2 separate regions of the Mus musculus genome follow, and region 1 is linked to region 2. Evidence: chromatin contacts called from public capture Hi-C data. All regions are on one chromosome and are shown on one strand. Each heading gives the region's core, a stretch centred on a gene start, on an enhancer-like site or on the middle of the called end of the contact. The rest is flanking DNA. Distances are from core to core; before and after follow the strand shown.

The links. Capture Hi-C pulls out chosen DNA fragments and counts their contacts.
Region 1: a capture Hi-C map of embryonic tail shows a contact between it and region 2, with 2.9 times the contacts expected there. The contact joins two enhancer-like sites. A contact is called at or near these places in 1 of 484 Hi-C or Micro-C datasets (cortical neurons) and 1 of 9 other capture datasets (embryonic tail).

What each region holds. Positions count from the first base shown.
Region 1 is chr8:8,487,018-8,493,813 of GRCm38.p6, reverse strand. No RefSeq gene overlaps it. Among named protein-coding and RNA genes, the nearest start is that of Gm31135, 5.7 kb to the right of the region's middle. RefSeq lists an enhancer at 2,475-5,760. Within about 2 kb of position 3,808, at least 74 of the 459 cell types and tissues checked have an H3K27ac peak or open chromatin away from gene starts, as enhancers often do. A contact at or near this core is called in embryonic tail, where this site is marked.
Region 2 is chr8:8,098,044-8,105,068 of GRCm38.p6, reverse strand. No RefSeq gene overlaps it. Among named protein-coding and RNA genes, the nearest start is that of Gm31401, 19 kb to the right of the region's middle. Within about 2 kb of position 1,323, at least 14 of the 459 cell types and tissues checked have an H3K27ac peak or open chromatin away from gene starts, as enhancers often do. A contact at or near this core is called in embryonic tail, where this site is marked.

The DNA.
Region 1 (6,796 bases), core at 2,559-5,058, 390 kb before region 2:
AATAGGAGATGCCATGAATATTTTAGCTTCTTCCTTTTCAACTCGGGGTAGTGACACCCACATCAAGGAGATAGCCTTTGAGATAGCCCTGGAGAACGCTGCCATCCCGTGCCAGTGAAGGGTTCCTAGCTTAAGTTGCTTTTTGATGACCCATCATCAGATTGGCCCCTAGGACTCACTGATTAAGGGTAATAGTAGGTCAGTCTGGATGATGGATGATAATCCATCACTGGAGAGGAGAATGGGGTCAAGAGCATCCTTGGTAAGGTTGTGTCTACAAAGTAATAAGCTGTCTCAGTAGGGCTGATTTAACAGGGGTGAGTGGAACAGCTCATTTGCTGGCCTACACTGGGGCGGTGAACTGGGGTGACTAACTCACTTGGAAACTAAGAGTTTTCCTCTTTCATTCTAAGAATAAAATGTTTGGGGATAAATGTTACTGTTTCCCCAATATGAATGCTTAAAGAGTTTGTGAATGAAAAAAAATAGTCTATAATCCTTAGACTGAAAAGTATATATACAAAATGTACTCAGCCACTGAAGGCATGTTTGTGTAAAATCCATAGATACCTTTAATCACCTCGAATATCTTTAGTGTGTCTTCTTAAAATAATTGATAAGTGTATGTGTATGAGAGAGATTGGGTGAGAGAGAGAGAGAGAGAGAGAGAGAGAGAGAGAGAGAGAGAGAGAGAGAGAGAGAGAGAGAGGAGGAGGAGGAGAATGAGGTGAGAGAGGAGACAGAGGGGAGAGGAAAAAGGAAAGAGTGAGAGAGAGGAGAAAGAGAGGAGACAGTGAAAGAGGAGAGAGAGAGAGGAGGAGGAGGAAGAAGATGAAGAAGAGGAGGAGGAGGAAGAGGAGAGGGGAGGGTATGGGAGGGGAGGGGAGGAGAGGAGAGAGCTGTGTATGTGTGCCCATATGTGTGTGAATGTGGGTGTCTGTGCACCAGGATATGTCTGAGGAGGTCAGAGCACAGCCTTCAGGAAGCAGTCCTCACCGTGCTTGAGACAGGTTTCTTTGCTGCTGCATAAGACTCTTGAGCATCTGGAGACGATCTTGTCCCAGTCACCCAACCACCACCGACACATCAGATAACAGGTGTGTGCTACTGCACGTGGCTTTTTCCTGGATTCTGGAGATTCCAACGCAGGTGGCTAGGCTGGAGTGGCAAGCAGCTTGCCCACTGAGCTATCATCTCTGCTTGGGATCTGATTTACAGAAACATCAAGTAGCAGGTAGACTCCCCACCCCACCCCCTCCGCCTAGATTATTTCTCTTGTTATTATGGCTGGTTGTATGTTCTACTTGTGAAGAGTTAATGCATCATAGTTACATAGTTTCCATTAGCCTTCGCTCTGCTTACATTCTGAGGACTTTGACACATGTGTAACACCATGTATCCATCACTACTTATCTACCCTACTGCCTGGAAGTTCCCCAGTATTCACCTATTCAGATTTCATCCCCTTGCACCATGGGAACTAGACTTTTTGTTGTCTCCTTAGCTTTCCTGATTGTAGAATGTGTAAGAGGAAGCACGCAGCACACTCTCTTTTGAGGTTGTCTGTTGCATCCAGCCATGAACACTGAAAGTCCCTCCATGTCTTTTTGTGGCTTGAGAACATCTTTCTCTTTTTACTGCTAAGTCATGCTTCCTTGCCTGCATATAGCACAGCTTGTCTGTTCACTCACTGACTGCAGCGTATCTGGATTTCTTCCATTGCTTGGAAATTCTGGAGAAAGTCACTGCTGTAAAGTAATTCTGCTCAGGTTCTGTGAGGATGTATGTGTATGTTTTCCTTTAGGTAAATGGCCAGGACCTCAAAAGTCAGATCAAAAGGTGTAATTAGGGCCAGCAAGATGGCTCAGTGAGTAAAGGCACTTGCTAGCAAGCCTGACACCTGACTCTGATTCCACGTGGAGGGAGAGCACACACTCCTGCATGCTGTTGTTGACTGTCTACAGGTGTGAAGTGAGGTGTGCTCCTGTCCTTGCACACAGACACACAGTGAAAACAGTTTTAAGATTTTAAACAAATATATATGTAATTGTATAAGAAGCTGTCAAACCACATCCCAAAACACTTGGTAATTTTTTTTTTTTTTTTTACCATTTGAGGTTCTTATCTCCTTTTGATAGGTAATTGTAAAATTTATGAACTGCCTATTAATTATCTTACCAATATCCCAAATTTTACAAAATGATCTTAGGTGGGGAAAAGGCATGGGAAGTGTGTGTGTGTGTGTGTATACTAATTTACTTTTTAAGTAAATTTAACTTTAATTTAAATTTCTGATTTTTTTCAGAGAGTTTTCAGAAGTGACACTGGCCAACATTTCTTATTGTATCTTTCTGTTTTGCCTCAGTTTATACAGGTAGCTAAGCCCAGGACAGTAAACTCTTCAGTTCCTCCTGTCTGAAGTGAGCGTCAAAGCTAAACCATTGGGTTACAATTTGTCGGCTCACACTGTGTCTAGACTTCTGGGCTCCAGTTTCAGGTTTTCGTACTTTATCAATTAGACTCCCCTGCTTCCCAAGAGGGGAGCTATCAAAGGTATGTATGTGTCTACCGAGCTGCCCAGCTCCAGATCAGAGCGAAGTTTCATTTTGGTCTGATAAAGGCTTATCAGGCGGAGAGAAACAAAGCAACAGGAAATTGAATGATATGGTTAACTCCTTTTCGGAGGCACTTCCTGCAGACCAGCCACCCTCACCACACAGGTTTAGAGGTGAGATATCAGACCTTGATCACAGAAATGATTTCTACCTTGCTGTCAGGGAGACTCTGGGTGGCCAGTGCCCATTGCCCTGGGTAGGTTAATGGACTGTGAGCTTACCTAGGGGAAAACAAGACTCCACATTCGCCTTGGGAACTTGTCAGGAATTTAAAGATGGTTTCTGGGCTAGACACTGTTAATCTATCAGGGGGAAATGGAGAAGCCCAAGCTTACCAAGTGCAGCTCTGGCCTGATAATGATAACGTACAGGGAACTTCAGCTGTTTGTCCAACTGGAGAAAAAGTAGGGGAGGAAAGAAGAGCGGCATGATGGAGACAGGACAGAGAAAGTAACATCAAATGTAAGAGCTGCACTAGGACTCTCTCCTCCCTCTTCCCTTTCTCCATATTGAGGATGGAAGCCAGGCCTTGTTCTTGCTAGGCAAGGCCTTTGCCACCAGCCCACGCAGCCAGCCTCAGGACTGGGAATCAGGGGAGGAAATGAAAAGACACACGACCTTCATAAAATGAAAGAGAGCCTGGCTACGTGGTCACAGAATGACGTCCACAGCTGGACACCAGAGTGGGAAAACGTCCTCCAGCTGTAGCCAAATCTGTTGTTTTCAGGACCCAGAAGTCACCAGGCCGGTGGTATTGGAGACAGGAGACAAGCGGGTAGGGATTCTCTTACAAGCCAGAGGTCTAGGGAGGCTAGAGTCTCCTCTTTGCCACTGTCCTGGAACTTAGTAGATGAGACTAGTCTCCTGGATGCCCTCATAATTCTGCAGAAAAAAAAAAAAACTCATGATTTTTTATTTTCTTTTCCTGGAAAGTGTAATTTGAAGGATTGTCAGAGGACAAAATTGAACCGTGGTCACAAAGGCTGTGCAGGAAGACCCAGGAGCATCATGGGGCCAGGGCCTTTGGTGTTTGCAGTTTTGTTTCAGGGAGACAAATGCCCCTGCTTTGATCAAGTGTCAAGTGTATGTGGCAAATTCCTCTGTGAAGGACCCCCTGGTATACTGCCTGCACACGCAGGCAAGCTGCCTGCAGGGAGGTGGGGGTTGGAGGTAAGCAAGCATCATTTGTTTTAAATTGCACCACGGTAGAAATCCATGAACTCAGGGCTGCCACAAGCATTCTGGGCACAAAGGAAAGCTGTGCAGAGGCTGCGTCTCTTTTGATATAGATTTTGCCGCCATTGTTCCAGGTGTCTCCGGAGAGAGCTTATTTCCATATGTATAGAGAAACGGAGTGCTTTCTCTTGCCGGTTAAAGTGTCACCGAATGTATTTTTAGCTATACATAAAGCAGCGGCAGTGTGAGGCATCTTACCGCCAGGGTCGCAAGGTTTGAACATCCTTTGCCACTGGAGGAATGCTAATGAGATGATTCTTCATTCCACTTATTTTAATTGCCAAACAACGCTTAATTCCCCACCCCACACCCCCGACTTAAAAAACAAAATCAAACAAATCCCTTTTTGTGTATAGCCAAGTTTGCCCTTGCAGGAGATGGGTGTTGCAGAAAGACCCCAATCGTCCTGTGCAGAAGGTTCTAGGCCTGGCCCTCTCCCTGTGCAGTTAGTGCGAGGTGTCAGTGTCTGCTCCCCTTTCCAATAGCTCGGAGGATGCTGAGAGGAGACGCCCGTGGTTGTCAGAGAAACACGGCGATATATTATTAGATCTTTCATAATTAGGCTTTGCTGATGTGTGCAAGAGCTTAATCAAAAACGTTATCACCCAGCCTGCTGCTGGAGGTGGGGGTTGGTGATGGTGGTGGGGGAATCTGGAAAGTCAAAGGCTGTTCCTCCCCGTGCTGGTTCTGTAAGATAACAAAGGCAAGACAAAGGCAGATGGCTCCTGCCTGTGGTTCTGAGCAGGCTCATGCTTTGGTTAATCACGTGACGTACGTGACAGTGGGTTCAGAAAACCTGAAGCCCCTCCTCGCTCCCAATTTCTGAGTCACTCCACCGACCAGGTGCTGACTAAGGCTGTGGGCTGTGGGAACCTCATTGAATGTGTCTGCCAAGCGTTTCCAGGTAGAGCTTGGCTCCCCGGGGGAGCTCTAGAAGTCCCTCCCTGGGTCACAGCAGGCCTGCCTGACTGCGAATTTCAAAGAGTGTATCTCAGCCCTTAGATAAACCTGGCTGGTGTCCCCTGGCAGCAAAGCTGGGGGAAGACCTCGGGGACAGCCATCCTGCAGCGCCCAGGGCTGTTTGGACAAACTGTGCTATGTTTTTTCTGCCCGTATCTGGGCATGCAGGTGAATCCTGGTCCCGCTGGTATCTTGGCTGGCCACTCTCTCTCAGGCTCTGCGGGGAGCTGGGGGTGCATCCCTGCAAACGCTCCAGCAAAGCTGTGCAAACAAACCCGGCCGATTAGTTGGACAGGCTCACTGGCTCGGGAGTGTGAGCTGGCCTGGCAGCCCTATGCTCTCAACCCTTTCCAGGCTGGGCTTGTTCCCAGAGCGCTCATCAAGGAACACACTACCTTACCCTCTGGATGCTGGGTGCTTGTGCATCTATGGGCAGGACAGGATACTGATTCTTGCCTTGGACTCTTTACATACAACATATCACACATTCATTCACACACACACACACACACACACACACACACACACACACATGTGCGCGCCACTCACGTTCACTACAGACTATACAGCATTGGGTCAGAAGCCGTGATGGCACGAGGCACATAAATTTTGTGTCTGAGTTATTTAACCCACCTCAGAGTTGCACAAGACCTGTGTCCTTGTCTTACACGCTGCGTCAGATAGAGGCTGGCAATTTCTGTGTTTAAAGGTTCAGTTTAACACCTATAAATAACCTGACGTTCTGAGCTTTTTGGGAGAGGCTGCTCAAACTGACTTGACTTTTTTTTCCCTCTCTTCTGCCTTTGGTTTGAAGTAAGAGTCAACTTGGTATAAAGAAACCTCGGGTCCCCTTTGAGGTGAAATCAGAGTGAATCAGAAAGAGTGATTACGCCCTTCTTTAATCAGAGACTCTGGGGAGGATTTTCTTTTAGGAGAGAAGCGTCAAGCCATGCTCTTTGAAAATTACTTTCATATTTTCTTGAGCAGTTCAGAGCAGGGAGAGTTTTAAGAGTTGTCATTTGCTCTTGGATATCAGGCGGCAGCCTCAGCCTTTTGTCTGAGCCCTTCCTTCTGTGTATCCGAAAGGACTTAGCTGGCCCCGGCTTTGTTGTGCACCACACAAGCTATCAAGTGACTAATGCCCTTGGAATCTCATGGAGACATTTATTCTGCCCCTGTTGCTATGAGCCCTGTGTTCTTTTGTGGAACCTAACAATATAGGTAACATATCTAAAGTATGACCCTGACCAAAGGAACTTAGTTTTAAGTAGCAATTGTAAAATCATTGTGTACACGTCACGGGCCTGTCAGGTCCATTCTCATTTTAGTGTTTCAAGTATGTTTGCGCTAGTGACGTGGGCTGATTAACCTGAAGTGAAGTTAAAGCATCAATAGAAAAGCTCACCCACATTCACACTGCAAGTGTTTATTAAACCAGTCTCAGCTACTTGGGGGAAGCAGTACTCCTTCAGGGAATTAAAAAAAAAAAAAAAAGGATAATCAATCAGGAATTATTCAATGAGCTGACAAAAACAGCATTACAGGTCAAAAGTCCCCCTGTTATTTAAAATAGACGATCCATTTTCAAGTCAAGAGTTTTTCTCTGTATTGCCCTGGCTATCTTGGAACTAACTCACTCTGTAGACCAGGCTAGCCTGGAACTCAGAGATCCACCTGCCTCTCCTCCCAAGTGTTGGGATTAAAGTTTATGTTAATAAATAGCTTTTAAAATTAGCATTTCCTGTCTGCTTCCAAAAATTTGGTTCAAATTCTTCTCCCAGTGCTTGGAATGTTAATTTGGTGACTAGCAGAGAAAGTGGTGTGTGTGTGTGTGTGTGTGTGTGTGTGTGTGTGTGTGTGTGTTTGAGACAAGATCTTACACAGAGTCACAGGCTGGTCTGAAAACCACTACAAAGTAGCCCAGGCTGGCTGGCTTCAAGTTGTGGAAACCCTCCTGTCTCCACCTCCAGAGTTCTGGGATTGCA
Region 2 (7,025 bases), core at 74-2,573:
AGGTTTCTATGATTTAAAAAAAAAATCTCAAATGTAAATCTTCCTTTCGGAGAGTTGCCATCTCAATTAATAACATATTTATGTGAAACATATGCATTAAGCAAACTTCAGTGTCTTCAAATTTGGGGAAATTCTTGCAAATTATAATTTTAAATAAGAAAAGTAAATCTCACTTCCAATTTCCTTTTACTTTTTCTACCTAATGGCAAATTTTCTGTGACTACTTAAGAAGCACTCTCAACATTGGTGTTTCACATATCTGATGTTAAGAACACAGAAACCTCTTGTCTAGGGCAGCCAGTAGATGTTTTCCAAATAGAGGCTGACTCCTGTCCTCCCTTGGATGTCCCCAACTTGGATACGTTTCTTGAGCATAATCGTCACCATTCTTCAGCTTAGAAGTGAGGTAGCAAGTCTTGGCTTTTCATAGGAAGCTACAGAGGTGTGTTTGCTTCATGGAACTGAAATGTTAGCCAGCCTTAATCAGTCCATCCACCATATTATGGTACAGAGTGACTGCCAACCAGACCATGAGTGGCCTAGCAGTGGCAGTCAAGTTCAATGTGAGATGGAGATGTTTTGTTCTGCTTGGATATGTCCTCTTAGAGTTTTCACGCTTGTCAACTGTCTCTCAAAGGACCAGCAAAACTGTGTTCCTGGCTGCCTGACCATCTTTTTCTGAACTGACATTAACTCAATCAAAAACAAGACTGAAAATTTACAGCTTGCAAACGTAGCTGTAGGCTCCGTGCCTAATTGCCCTTAGCCTTCCCTGCATTTAGATTCTAGGAATTTAGAAAGAGAAAGGGATATTTTCAAGAGTGGCTTAACAAGCATTCCTCAAGGAGGTAATGGAATGACTGTTCATGTTGACACCTGTAAAAATCTTACTTGAAATTTCCACATTTATATTTCATACTTAAAGTGTTAGGGCTGTAGAGAGAGACAGTCTGCACTGATCTTTCCTGAGGCATGGATGTGCCAACTCTCACCCAATACTGATGTTCTCAGATAGTTGGGAACAGCTCACAGAGGCATCTTGCAATCACAAAGGTTTGTGTGTGTGTGTGTGTGTGTGTGTGTGTGTGTGTGTGTGTTTTCAGGCAGAGATACAGAGAGTAAGAGTATCCCATGCTACTGAATAGGGACATTTGCTTTAGACTTCTCTTTTTAGATGTTTTGCTCTTAGGAAATATCAACCCTCTGCCTAGGGCAAATAACTAAATAGCTGCAATTTTCTAGCTCACTCCTATTTTTGGCTTTTAGTGCCAGAGGCATTTGAACACCCATGTTGGAGACTGGATTCTCACGGAGACTCAGGAACCTAGGAGAGCCAAGCTGGTTTAGATCAATTGCTCCCCGTGCTTAAAGACCTAGTAAAAACAGGTTATAATGTTTACATGACTTTTTATGGGTCAGTTTATTACAGTCCTCTTCTATGGCCTACAGCAGAGGACCATTTTACAGGCTTTGCCGTATTTGACAGTTCTATGCATCTGGTAGGGGAAGCTGTTTCTTTTCTTCCTTTCATTTTCTCTGTTTTATTCCTTTGCTCCACACTTCCCCACCTCTGCTAAAGTACATTCTCACAGGCCCCTGCCTGCAAACCATCTCTCTTTTCCCCAGAAACCTGTAACCACACTTAGACCCTATATTCTTTAGATGGAGAAAATTTGCAGTTTTGAATAGTTTTCTATTTTAATTTGGATTCTTAGAAACTAAATGCCTCCAAACAAGTGATTGTACCCAAAGACACTGTACGTACCTACGTATGTATGTATGTATGTATGTATGTACGTACCTACATATGTATGTATTGTATTTAATGTATGTATGTCATGTCCTGTGTTTCATCTCTTCTCTGTATTAAAGAAGGCATTATACCAGAAGGCACTGTATGTGTGTATGTGTGTGTTACATCCTGTCATTCATTTCATCTCATCTCTGTATTTGCACGTTTAGTAGGTAGGAGTGCAAATGTCAGAGCCTAGAAAACCTACTGTATCAGGACCCCAGCATGATTGCTTCATTACTTTGAAAAAACTGCCCTAACGTGTCAGATGCCTCCTCACCAGACCATGGTAAGGGTTAAAAATTGGCTTCAGCATGAGTTGTGCATACAAATATGTTCATTAGTTCACTAATCAGCTCTTATGAAACATCCACTATGTGTTAGGCATGAGCATTAAAGAGCGAGAAAATGAGCAACGATAGTTCTTCTGTTCCTGTTCTACTGGGAGAAAGACATATTAATAAACCATCCTAGCAGGGAAACGTGGAGCAGCATGAGAAAGGCTGGGAAAAGCCCTGTGCTGTTTCAGAGAGATTGGCCAAGAAACAAGTCCTGGGAGAATGTGGCAGTTGAACATAAGACTCAGTCTAGTGTCTGAGTGAGCAATGAAGTTATCTGTGCAAACCATTTGGAGCAGAGAGTTGGGAAGGGCAGAATCCCCGAATGGGAGGAGTCAGGTGCTAACAGACATTTCTCCAGACTCAGCAGTGTAGGGTAAGGAGGTAAGCATGGGAGAGAATTTTAGTTTGAACAGACTGTGTAGGGGATGTGTACATGCGAACATGACTCAGCAATGGAAATAGGGAGCAAGGAGGTGTGAGAAAGGTAGAAAATATTAAACATACATACACACATGCGTGTGTGCCTGTGTGTGTGTGTCTTTCTTTATAAAAGAAGCATTTAAAATGGCCTCTTCATTTGCAACTCATCTCAGGGCAATCTGCAGAGCTGTCCTCACCTGCAGGCCCAGCCTAGTGCTGTCTGTAGGGTGGGACTGGGAGGGGCTAGGACTTCATTCCCCAACTCTGCTCTGCCAATCATGCCTGAAATTCCAACCCAAGAGATGAAGGCTTTGCACACTTGACCCCTATAAAATGCAAACACTGCTGGGAGGGACCATAAATCATGCACAGCTCTGTGAGTTTATCACATTCCCTCCTTTCTATCCATCACAACGAGAAGGGTGAGGTCGAATGAGGCATGCATATGTGCTGGTAGGGACAATGACAGGTGCCTTAAAGTTGGACCCATGCGGCTGATACCCACAGAGGCTGCCTGTCAGGCCAATGAAAGTGTAAAGTGTGAAATGGTGCCTATAATAGCCTTTGTGTGGGGAGCCAGAAGTACCAGCAAAAGCATGATAACATCCAAATAATTGTTCAATAGTTCCCACTTATGCAGTGGCAATTAAAATCATTTATATGATTGGCTTCAGAGAGGCAGTCAGGGAGCTTGGCTTATGCGCCAAGTTGCTCTCATTCAGCTGTTTGAAATAGCAGGCCACCACATCTGTTAAAATATATATATATATATATATATATATATATATATATATATATATTCTCTTGAATTTTTATGAGTTGGACTCATCGCATCTCTGTTTCTGCTTAAAAAAAATAGTAAAAGCTTGAATATATAACTGGCTTCCATCCCCAAGAGTGGGCACACGTATCGTATTACGTGATCCTTGGAAAGGCTCCCTTCCTCTGCAGAACCCAGCCACACTTGGATGTTTTCTTATGCTCAAATTGACTCTCTTTGCCAGTGGTTGGACACAGTGTCACAGTACAGGTGGTCAAATCAAAGTCAGGAATGAACATAGGGTGCACATTTTATCCCTTATCATGAGAAGGCTGATACTAGAAGATAGCCTCTATGTATTTCATGTTCTGTACAGGCCACACAGGCACACACCAAGAAACGTATTCTTTGTTTAGGGCTAAAGAAAAGCTCCAACTCTCACTGTGGCTTTCAGTAGAAGGTTAATTTTTCTTGGAACTTTTAGACAATGGAACATTTTTGGGGAAATTCTGAAACACACATATCTTAGAGTTGGCAGCCACGCCTGCAGTTGTCCAGAGGGAAACAAAGGACCCGGGATTCCCGGTGCAGACACAATAGAACGTAGCACAGGGAGAGGACAGTGTGCTGTGCAAACACTGCCCATCTGGTGTCTCTCGGGTTGGAGCCTGAAACTTACACTCCTTTTACAATCTTAAAAATTGGTCTGGTGAAACAGCTTATTGGATAAAGGATCTTCCAGCCAAGCTCGGATGCCCAAGTTCATTCCCTGGAACCAATGTGGTAGAAGGAAAGAACCAACTCTCCCAAGTGGTCCTCTGATCTTCAGACGTGGGCTGTAGTATGGGTTCTTGTATTCTCTCTGTCTCTGTCTCTGTCTCTATCTCTGTCTCTGTCTCTCTCTCAGTCTCAGACTCTCTCTCTCTCTCCCTCTCTCTTTCTCTCTCTCTCATTTTCATGTAAATGTAAAAGAAATCTTGGAAACCATGTAATAAATAAGCAGAATGGACTGTGGATAAGGATCATGCAGAGGATACTTCATGGAGTGGGAGTAGCATCATGTCGTAGCAGCAGAGGCAGGATGGTGCTCCATGCTTGTCTGGGGAATTGGGTTAACATCACTGTCTTGAGAGTTTGGAAGCATTTTCTGTGGAGTGTACTTTTTCTGTAGAACCATAGGAATGGAGACTAAACATAACATTTTTTTTTCCAGATATGTAAGGTTGACACTTATGGCTCCTGGAATTGCATAGTTTCAAAGGGGATTGTTGCAAAGTTTTCTGGTTCCTTAGAATTATAAATATTCCAGAAGTATCTGCATGATCGAAATACATGTCTGTAAAGTGAGAGCAATAAACAGGCAGCATTTGTGAGGCACACAGCCTCAGTTCCACCATTTCAATAAATTCAAATGCATATGGGCTCACACTTTGTCTGCTACCCCATTGAGCGTTGTGTTCCACATATTTTCTATTCTTTTTGTGACCCTTCTAATCATAATAGGTGCATTATTTTATCTTCAAATACACATATACTAAAGAATTATTCCACGTTTTTCATTGACTTGTGGGTCAAGGTTATAATTTTAATTTTGCGTTTTATAAAATATGCAGTGTTCTCATGTAGGAATGCTTCACAAAATCTTGGGCAGGCCTTATGCTTTGAGTTTGATGTTAAATTAGTAACAGGTTTTTTACTTGTCACAACTTAATTTGATCCATTAAAGTACAACAGATACTTTTAATTTTCTGACCATTTATGAGTGGACAAACACTGGAGAGTCAACTTTTTTTCTGAAGAACATAGTATTCAATTTTTACTTCTTTGTTATAGCTCAGCTATGGTGCAGTTTATATTTTGTATTGAAAAACTTTATAATAGTCAGTCATTAAGTTCAGTTCTTAAGATCAATGGGTCCTAAAAGTTAGCAAGATGCTGTGTTTTTCATAGCTTTTAGATTTTGATATAGGGAATGAGATAGCATCGTGATAGAAATGATGATAGTATTCTGTGATAAATATGGTATGGCCAAGAAGTACCACTGTTGTTTCAGGTCAGAAAAGGGCTTTTTCAGGCTGAAAGGTTAATGTGGAGTGAGGCCTGAACAGTGTGCAGAAATAAGACAGTGGCCCTTGACAAAGATTCACTAAATACCTGAGTCACTGCAGGTGCTATAACAGTGGAAATTAAACATCGCAATGGATACGTTCATCATGGGAAGAATATAGAGTCTGAGGTTCATCCCATTTACATAAGTCTGAGCACAAATCAGTCTTTCCTTTTAGCTCGGTGTTCCTGAGAGAGGGTTGAACCCTACAGGGATTACAGAAAACAGCCTGAGAGGATGTACTTTGCTAACATGAAGGGAGGCCAGAGGAAAGAACCTTGCCAAACTCCACTGTGTAAGGACTCAATGGATATCAGGATGGATCAGGTTTCTTAGCACTGGTTGGCCAGTGACTATTATGACTAAGGAAATGGGCAGGAGCTGCATCCTTTGAAGATAAACTTTGAGAAGTAGGCCATACCTATAGAGAACAGTAAAGGAGCAAGATAATGAAACTATGTATGGAAAGCCACTCCCGTGTTCCTGAGAGAGGAGCACTGAACTCATAAGATGGACCAAAGCAAACACTGGCTGTGGGCTCTACTAGGGACATGGTATGCAGACATTGAAGGAAAGACAGAGAAGATGAGGACTGTGGGATCATAATTAAAGTGGGCTGGACAGCAAAGAGAGGGCAGGGGACAGAAATATAGGCCAAAGAGTGACTTCTGGAGAGCTGAGCTCTGTTCTGCTCTGCTCTTGAGGTGTGTGACATGTGAGCCGTTGGAAATGGAGAAAAATGCTGTACCACAGACCTAAATCGAGAATGTCTCTACAAAAATGTGTCAGAAGAGGAAAAAGGACTGGGGGAATGAGCAGTACACATGCATTTCATGAATTATTTAAGCTTTTTGAAATAGGAACACATGTTATTTTTAAAGTATATTTATTTCCTTAAAAGAATGAAATGGATTGAGTGTTTGGAACACCTCATTTTTTGGCAAAATCCTTGTAATAGAGAATTAGTTGTAGGAGAAGAAAAGACTCCAGCATTATCCCTCATCTTTATTTCATGTTTATTTTAGCAATGAAATCACCATTAGGCAAGGTCTTTAACCAAATATTTATGTTGTTTAATATCATTCCGATTAACTTATAATTTTTTTCAGCTAAAAACTGATGAATTTTTAAATGAAACACAATGTACTACAAAATTTTATAGGGATTTAAGAAGCCTGCTTTTAAAAAACTGCATCTAAGCAATGATTGTCTGTTCAACTTTCTTTCAGGAACACTGAGCTAAAAGGAAATGCTTATTTGTGCTCAGAATTAAATGGGATGAACCTCAGAGTCGATTCTCTTCCCATGATGAACATATTCATTTATTTAATTTCCACTGTTTATAGCACCTGCAGTAATTCACTTCTCTCTCCTCCCCCACCCTCTCTCTCCTCTTCTGCTTGTTCTCAGAGGAGACATGTCCTGAGAAAATAGCTTTTTCTATTTCTCCTGTGTTCCATGTGGGCACCTGTCCCTCAACCAGAGAGACTTGGTGACCTTGCGAGGTCTTGAGCAATGGATCTTAGTTGCAGTGTCATATAGATTAAGAAGGAACTGCTCTGCTCTTCCTGGACAGTTGTATGCTCTCAACAGTTTCTCCACGGC